Regions from separate parts of the Triticum aestivum genome. Here region 1 is linked to region 2. Evidence: chromatin contacts called from public Hi-C data. All regions are on one chromosome and are shown on one strand. Each heading gives the region's core, a stretch centred on a gene start, on an enhancer-like site or on the middle of the called end of the contact. The rest is flanking DNA. Distances are from core to core; before and after follow the strand shown. Region 1 holds the start of LOC123070777 (FCS-Like Zinc finger 8). Region 2 has its middle 120 kb from the start of LOC123070775.

Evidence for each region. Hi-C and Micro-C count contacts between places; a contact is called where the count stands out from the background.
Region 1: a Hi-C map of leaf shows a contact between it and region 2, with 4 times the contacts expected there. The contact joins the promoter of LOC123070777 here to the enhancer-like site in region 2. A contact is called at or near these places in 2 of 5 Hi-C or Micro-C datasets (both in leaf).

What each region holds. Positions count from the first base shown.
Region 1 is chr3B:538,794,647-538,797,835 of IWGSC CS RefSeq v2.1, reverse strand. LOC123070777 (FCS-Like Zinc finger 8) reads left to right here and starts at 1,544. Exons shown (of 3, transcript XM_044494116.1): 1 at 1,544-1,774; 2 at 2,426-3,153. The coding sequence starts at 2,465.
Region 2 is chr3B:538,499,022-538,502,626 of IWGSC CS RefSeq v2.1, reverse strand. No RefSeq gene overlaps it. Among protein-coding and RNA genes, the nearest start is that of LOC123070775, 120 kb to the right of the region's middle. Within about 2 kb of position 2,011, at least 1 of the 8 cell types and tissues checked has an H3K27ac peak or open chromatin away from gene starts, as enhancers often do. A contact at or near this core is called in leaf, where this site is marked.

The sequences.
Region 1 (3,189 bases), core at 295-2,794, 300 kb before region 2:
AAACCTCTCTTCATATGCATCCCATTGGATTACCAACGACGTGTGATATCCCCATCATGATTACCCTCGGGAATTTAGCACGACATGTGGCGCCAAATGAAAATAGGTGTCGACCACCTATTCCTTGGCATGATCACTACATTGTCATTCCAGACAGATGTTGAGCCACAATATGTTTCATCGTTCATTTTTTTTCAAGATATGAAGAGAGGCACATGTATGTTGAATGTAAAAAGCTAGGTGATAGCTCTGGCGTGGATCCGCCGCCAAGAGGCTGGTGTGATTTGTATGCTTGTGTCCTTCGGTTTATTTTTCTATTTTAATTCTATTTTTTGACAATTTACTGTTAGATATAGATTCATGTGGTGATCTCACTGCCTCTGATAAATATTACATGTCGATTATGCCTTCATTGCAGCCAATTCCACAATTTGGCACGAATCGTACGTCCATACATTATAATTGATTTCCGTCCGTTTAAAAGTTGAACAAAACATGTCTACTATTTTGTACATTCCATTTTATAGTGGATGTGTGATCCTGTTACAATTATGGTTGTCTTATTCTTGAACCAAACAAATTCTTGGATGACGACGGAGTTTCTGTGTCGCTCCCCTTCTGGGAGGCCCTATCGGGGGCACATGCATGAGGATGGCACTCTTATGCGGGATTTTGTCGATCGGTGGAGTTTTCTGTTCTAGTTTGTCATCACCCCGTGGTTGATTAGTTGGGTTCTGCTCTGTGACGCTGACAATACAATATTTTGTGTCGATTTTTGTCGTGTGGCAACGTTCTTCAGCTTGTGCCTTTGTTGGTGAGATTTGTGAATGTCGACTCTTTCCTAGATCTTCACCTTCCTGATTTGCCTGTAAAGCCGTTCGGTTATAAGTTGTTACACCATCATGTATCTTTTTGGTCATTTTCTTTCTTCTTGTTGCAGGTTGTTGTCATGTGTAATCATGTCCGGTTAATGTCTTTGTTAATTCAGTCAGGCTCGCCTCAAGCCTTTTCTCTAAAAAAAATACAATGTGCATATAATTCCTTTGTGGCCCAAGATATATTCGCGGTGTTGATATCGCCTCGGGAGGTAAATACATGGTGCATCCAAATGACAGGTGCACAACTTTTCTCTAGGTATAAACAATCTGGACCCGAAAAAAAGTATAAACAATCTGGATAGCTTTAAACTGACTGATCGATGGACCCTTTCTTAAGAGCCCAGTTGTCCGGCACGTATAGCTTTAAACTGACTGATCAATGGACCCAGCACCATTACGTCGCTAAACTTAGGCGTATTCGAGTTAATGTTCTCCAAAAAGTAAAATTAGTCACATGGAGCAGCACTGGAGTGCCTTCCAAGAAACACAAAAGAAAAAAAAGGGAGAGAGCAGACGAGTAAAGAAAAAACAAAAGGAGAAGAGAAAACAAAAATAGTACTACTGCTGTACACTAAACTACACTACACTAGGAGAGAGAGAGAGAGAGAGAGAGAGAGACGAGCCCGTTGCTTTTGCATGCTGCGTGTCCGCGCCGAGGACACTTGTCTTCTCCCCATAAACACACCAGCAAGCGCACCCGAGAAACCACATGGAAAGCACGGAGGGGGAGGGGCAGCAGCGAGTCTAGAGCGAGAAGCAGAGTGCCCTGGAAGCCTCGCCCACCCCATTCCCCCCTTTCTTCTCCCCTAGGGCTCTCCGGCCCTTCTTAGTCCCGTCGCGCGAGGAGGGGCACCACCGCCTGAGCATCCCCGCCCGGCCGTCGAATCGACCGCGAGGTACGCACACCCACTGCTACTACTCTCCCTGAGTGGAAAAGATGCGGCCGCACTTTCTAGATTTGTGTATGCTTGGCCCAGAAGTTTTTGCGGTTCTTGGCTGGTTTCCCAGTCCGGGCCTCAGATTGGACGGCTTTCGTTTACTGGTTGCTTGATTCGGCCGCGATTCGTGTCGCGTGATTCCTGGTCGGTGGTAATGCCGCCTTCGACCTTCCCTTTCATGGCCGTCGCAGTGCCAGGTTATGGAGCTCGGAACTGCATCCCTGTAAATCCTTGTTGAAGCAGCTGTTGGGATTTGGGAGTAATAAGATTGGGGGGAGAAGAGCTTCTGCTGTTTATCCGTTCGGCTTGGTGTTCTTGTTTTCTTACCTTGACCATGTTCAAGTGACTGTAGTTTTCGGTCTTGCTTTTTGAATTTGCAAGGATGAGATGTTTGTGCTTGGAACCGGCAGGCAATTTGTTAGTTTTCATTAAAAAATAATGTACCCGGTTAATCAATCATCGTTCTTTTCTTTTGTTCTCTTTGATTGATTGATCCTTTGACCCATATGAGTAAAAGCAAAAGCTGAAATCTATCTGAACTTTTCTTTGCTCTCGTCACTCACTGCTGACTGATCTGATACTAAAAAACAAACCGTTTGACTGTTTCAGAGACAACTTGCTAGTGCCTGTGCTCCTCAAGAGCAAGCCATGGACAACTGCGCCGACCAGAACCTTGCGCAGAGGAGCATTGGATTCTTCAGGGTGCCTGGTCTCTTTGTGCGGCTGAGCAGCAAAGGCCTGAATGCAGTGGACCCTGATTCAGTCTGGAGCCCAACCTCTCCTCTGGATTTCAAGAACCTGCCGTCATCAAACACCGTGGGCACCAATCTCAAGCCCACTGGACTGCTAGGCATCGAGGCTGATCTTCTGAAGCTCAGAACCGGCTCCCAGAGAGTCGGTCTCGGCCTTGTCGATGCCCTCACCGCCGACGAGGGCTCGTTGCACTTTGGAGGCAAGAACTCCTTTCTTGAATCCATCAAGCCATTTCTTGAGCTTGGGCTGCCAAAGGCGGCTGCCGATGCATCATCGTGTCAGAAGACCGGTTCGGTTGGCCATGGCGACGCCATGAACGAGAACACAGGCTTTGTTCAATGTGATTGTGAGGATGAAGAGTACACCTGCGTGATCGAGCATGGCCCGAACCCGAGGACGACGCACATCCTGAAAGGCCAGACGGTGGAGGTGCCCAACGGCGTCCGTTCCAAGAGGCCGATTTTCACCATTGAGCCCATCGAGGAGCAGTCATGGCCATCGATGCCGGCTGGTGGTGCCACTTCTGGTTCGTGCTCCTACTGTAGGAAGCGGCTGCGAGAGGACATGGACACCTTCATGTATCTGTGAGCACTGAAACGATTTTTGCTTCCATCTGTTTT
Region 2 (3,605 bases), core at 762-3,261:
TACTACATAATATTCCCAGCGTCTAAGGTGCAGAATATATAGAAGAACTTGTAGAAATCGGCCAGCTAAATTCACGTGCGTCCATATAATCTGGACCAAATTTTGTGGAGAACCTTTTCCAGGATCCCACGGCGCACTATATTAATCTATGCATTTTCTGGCTGGACAAATTGCCAAAAATAGACCAGGGTCAGGACTCAGGAGGAACTAGATACGCAAGGACAAACTAGTTTAGTTGCAACTTGTTTCCAGCCATCAACTTGTTACTGCTACTAAAAGCAGTAAACTATCATTTAGACATGTGGGTACAAAGAACATGAAAATTCTAGCTTTACTCCTGCCGAGTTTTAGATCACTTTGACGGCATGGCCTTTTACACTTCCACATTTGGTCTCCACGGGCTTCAGTTCATCATCCAGGGGAGGCATCATTCGCCGGTGCATAATGACTACAATCCACTACTGGTAGAGATGTAACAATTTCAACTCCCTCTGCGATGGTGAGTCAGTTTCGAAGTAAATTGCAGCCTCTCTTTTGGAATGGTTTCCTCAAATCCTCTTGCTGAAGAAGACAATTCAGCCCGCGTGTTTCAGTATTCTTCTTCCCTGTTCGGCGCGGTCGTTGGAAAGCAGGAGGAGGAACCAGGAAGCCGCATATCATGAATATTCGCACCACACCTACCTAGCTTGGCATGAGCTTGACGAAATTAAAAGGAGATTCTTAACTTCATCGTCAGCATGTGCAGTTCATCTTCTCCTTGGAAACTGTAATATATCTACATAGCTTTTTTATTGATGGGGTCATGGTAGTACAGGCTCTGAAATTTGATAAGACCTTACGTGCAAAGAGAACCGTGATGAAACAAAACTCAGAACGAGGATCTAACTTACAAACACGTAATGCTTTTTTCGAAATGCCATCTTGGCTTTTGCATATGCCGAAGTGCATCTCATGAACATTTCCCTGTCAGTGAAATGTGTTGCAGTGGGCAGCGTGGCACCCATGCTCGATGCGCACACCTTCTTTTGTTGGTGTAGTGTTGCGTGACGAGCGTAATCCTAACTGGCTCTACTTTGTACGAGAGGACACGAGAGAAGAAATGGGCGTCCTTTTCTTTGGGATCGCCAGCTCCTCTTCTCCCGCCAAGTCCGAAGAAGCTGCTCTCCCATGGTAAACAACGACTTTACGTCGCACGAGAGGCCAAATATTCAGGTTTATGTGCATATGTGATGATGAAGAGGTGCAATGATTGATTCAGGACGGTGTAGCTAGCAAACGTTCCTTGTCTACCCCTGGATGGTGCGCACTAGGACGGCGACCGATGGTCGTCAAGTTGACGCCCTGTTTGTGTTTCTCCTTGGACAGCTATTCTCCGTGCCACTCACTCAACAGGACGCATTCTGACGGTGTTCCTGAAGCTAGGATAGACACTCGATCTGCGCGTCAGTGCGTCACCTATGCTATGCGTCGTACAGCGCGCATGCATGAGTCGAGCCGTGGCATCTCGACCGCGACCGGGTTCAACTGGGGGTCCGCTACAGGTACGTGCTTGGCGTCACGGGAGCACTTTTTTGTTGGAAGAACCACCGGCGGTTTCAATCCACTTCATCATGGGCTCATGGCTAGAAACACTGAAGCACATTGATGGCTGCGAACTGCACATCGTTCCTCTGATGTCTGGGCCGCATAACTCTGCAGCGTCCTCTTGCGGATACGCACGCACGCAGCGGCGCACTCTAGTTCAGTCGAATGCCGACATGACATGCGCCACGTACGCAGGCCTGCATGCACCGCACCATCGTTGTTGCTACTCAACTCGAGGTCGCATGTGTACTAAGATTGGGAACTTGGGGAAGTTCACGACGCGGTAAAAGAGAAGATCTGACGGGGCCGTATCCACCACCACCATCGACGGTGACATGTCGCCGTTCGTTCGTCAGTCGTGGCGTCGGCTGTGCGGTGCACAGTACAGGACAGGCTACGCCTGCCTCTGTAAACCACTTCCCCAGAAGGGGACGCCGCGCGCCGTGCGCGCGATACGACCTACTCCATGGCCATTTGGTGGTGGCGGTCACTGCCACCTTGACGACTCGCCACGACCACGGCCACGTACGGGTAGGTGCCCACCAGCTCAGCTCAATTGATCTGGTTTAGTCTCTTTTTTCTTTGAGTGGAAGATCTAGTTTAGTTGAACTTTGTTAGATTCTAAATATATCATCAAATTTTAATAAATATTGTTCGGTTTGCATGTCTGTTTGAATTATCCGTTTGAGCTAATGCGAACATTGGATTCACACAGTTGGATGGCCGTCTACTCCACCGCTGTCTGCGGTCACATCCAAGCGCGTCTTTGATGTGTCAATTTTGACGAACCGTGTTGGATTTGCCCACACAAGCAGGCTTTGAAAAGGTGACGGCGAGTTTTGCTCCTACTTAATCGCTACAGTAACCCGCTGGAACTTTGAAAGGCACCTTTCGTCAAAACTCAAGTGAAAGCCACCTCTGGCTGCGGACGGAGCTAAAACACTCGAGGTGAAATGCACCTTTCTTCGCAGAATCCGCATGCAAGTTCTTTTCCTGGAATCAAGAGTTAGAATTGTGCTGGGATTTGCAATAACTCTTATCATTTTCTAACGATTCTTTTTGCCAAACGTTCTCTAAAAGTTCTATCTTTTTTACTTGGTTGTCACGCTACGAGTTCCGAGTATAGTTAGGGCATTTCTAACTGATCCCCTAAAACTAAAACTTAAGGGAGTATATACCTTAGTGGAGTATCGGACCTAGCCGATCCTCTATAGTTAGCGGAGTAAAACTAAATTTGTGCAAATTCAATCAAATTTTAACCGAAAGATGATGCATTTAAACATAAAGTTCAACATAGAAAGTCCTCGTAATCGAACATTAAATATAAATTTAAACTAGAACTAACCCTAAATTAAATTCGGCCGAAGTGGAGGTCGAGCCGGTCCTTCCAGGTGAGGCTACCCTCGGCGCGAGCTGGGTTCGGGCCGGTGTCGTCGTCGTCGTCGTTGACGAAGACGCTCCGCTACTCCTCGACATCGATCTTGTCCTCGCCACCCTCGTTGCCGCCCTCGTCGTCGGAGATGACGATAACTTCGTCGTTATTGACGACGAGTTTCGTCCGATCGGCCTCCACGAGCTCCGGGTACTGTCGGTGGAGCTCATCCATGTAGGCCTCGTCGGTGGCCTCGGCCTCGAGGTGCTTCCACGTCTCTCGGTCCTCCCGCGCCATCCAAGCAGCCACCACCCCCGGCTCCGGCGGGACGAGGTGGAGCGTAGCCATCTCAAAGGGGAAGTTGATCCTCGCGTCGTTGTGTAGGATCGAAAGTAGGTCTCGAGGTGGGGGGGGGGGGAGAGGGGTGATTAGACTACTTGACTAAATAAATATCTAACCTTTTCCCAATTTTAAGTGTTGGCGCATTTTAGCAACTAGTACAAGTCAAGCAATCAACTTACACATGCAATTCTAAAAGTGTAGCAGCGGAAAGTAAAACATTGTATATGAAGGTAAAGGAAGGATTTGGAGAAGGCAAACACAATGTAGACACGGAGATTTTTGGCGTGGTTCCGATAGGTGGTGCTAT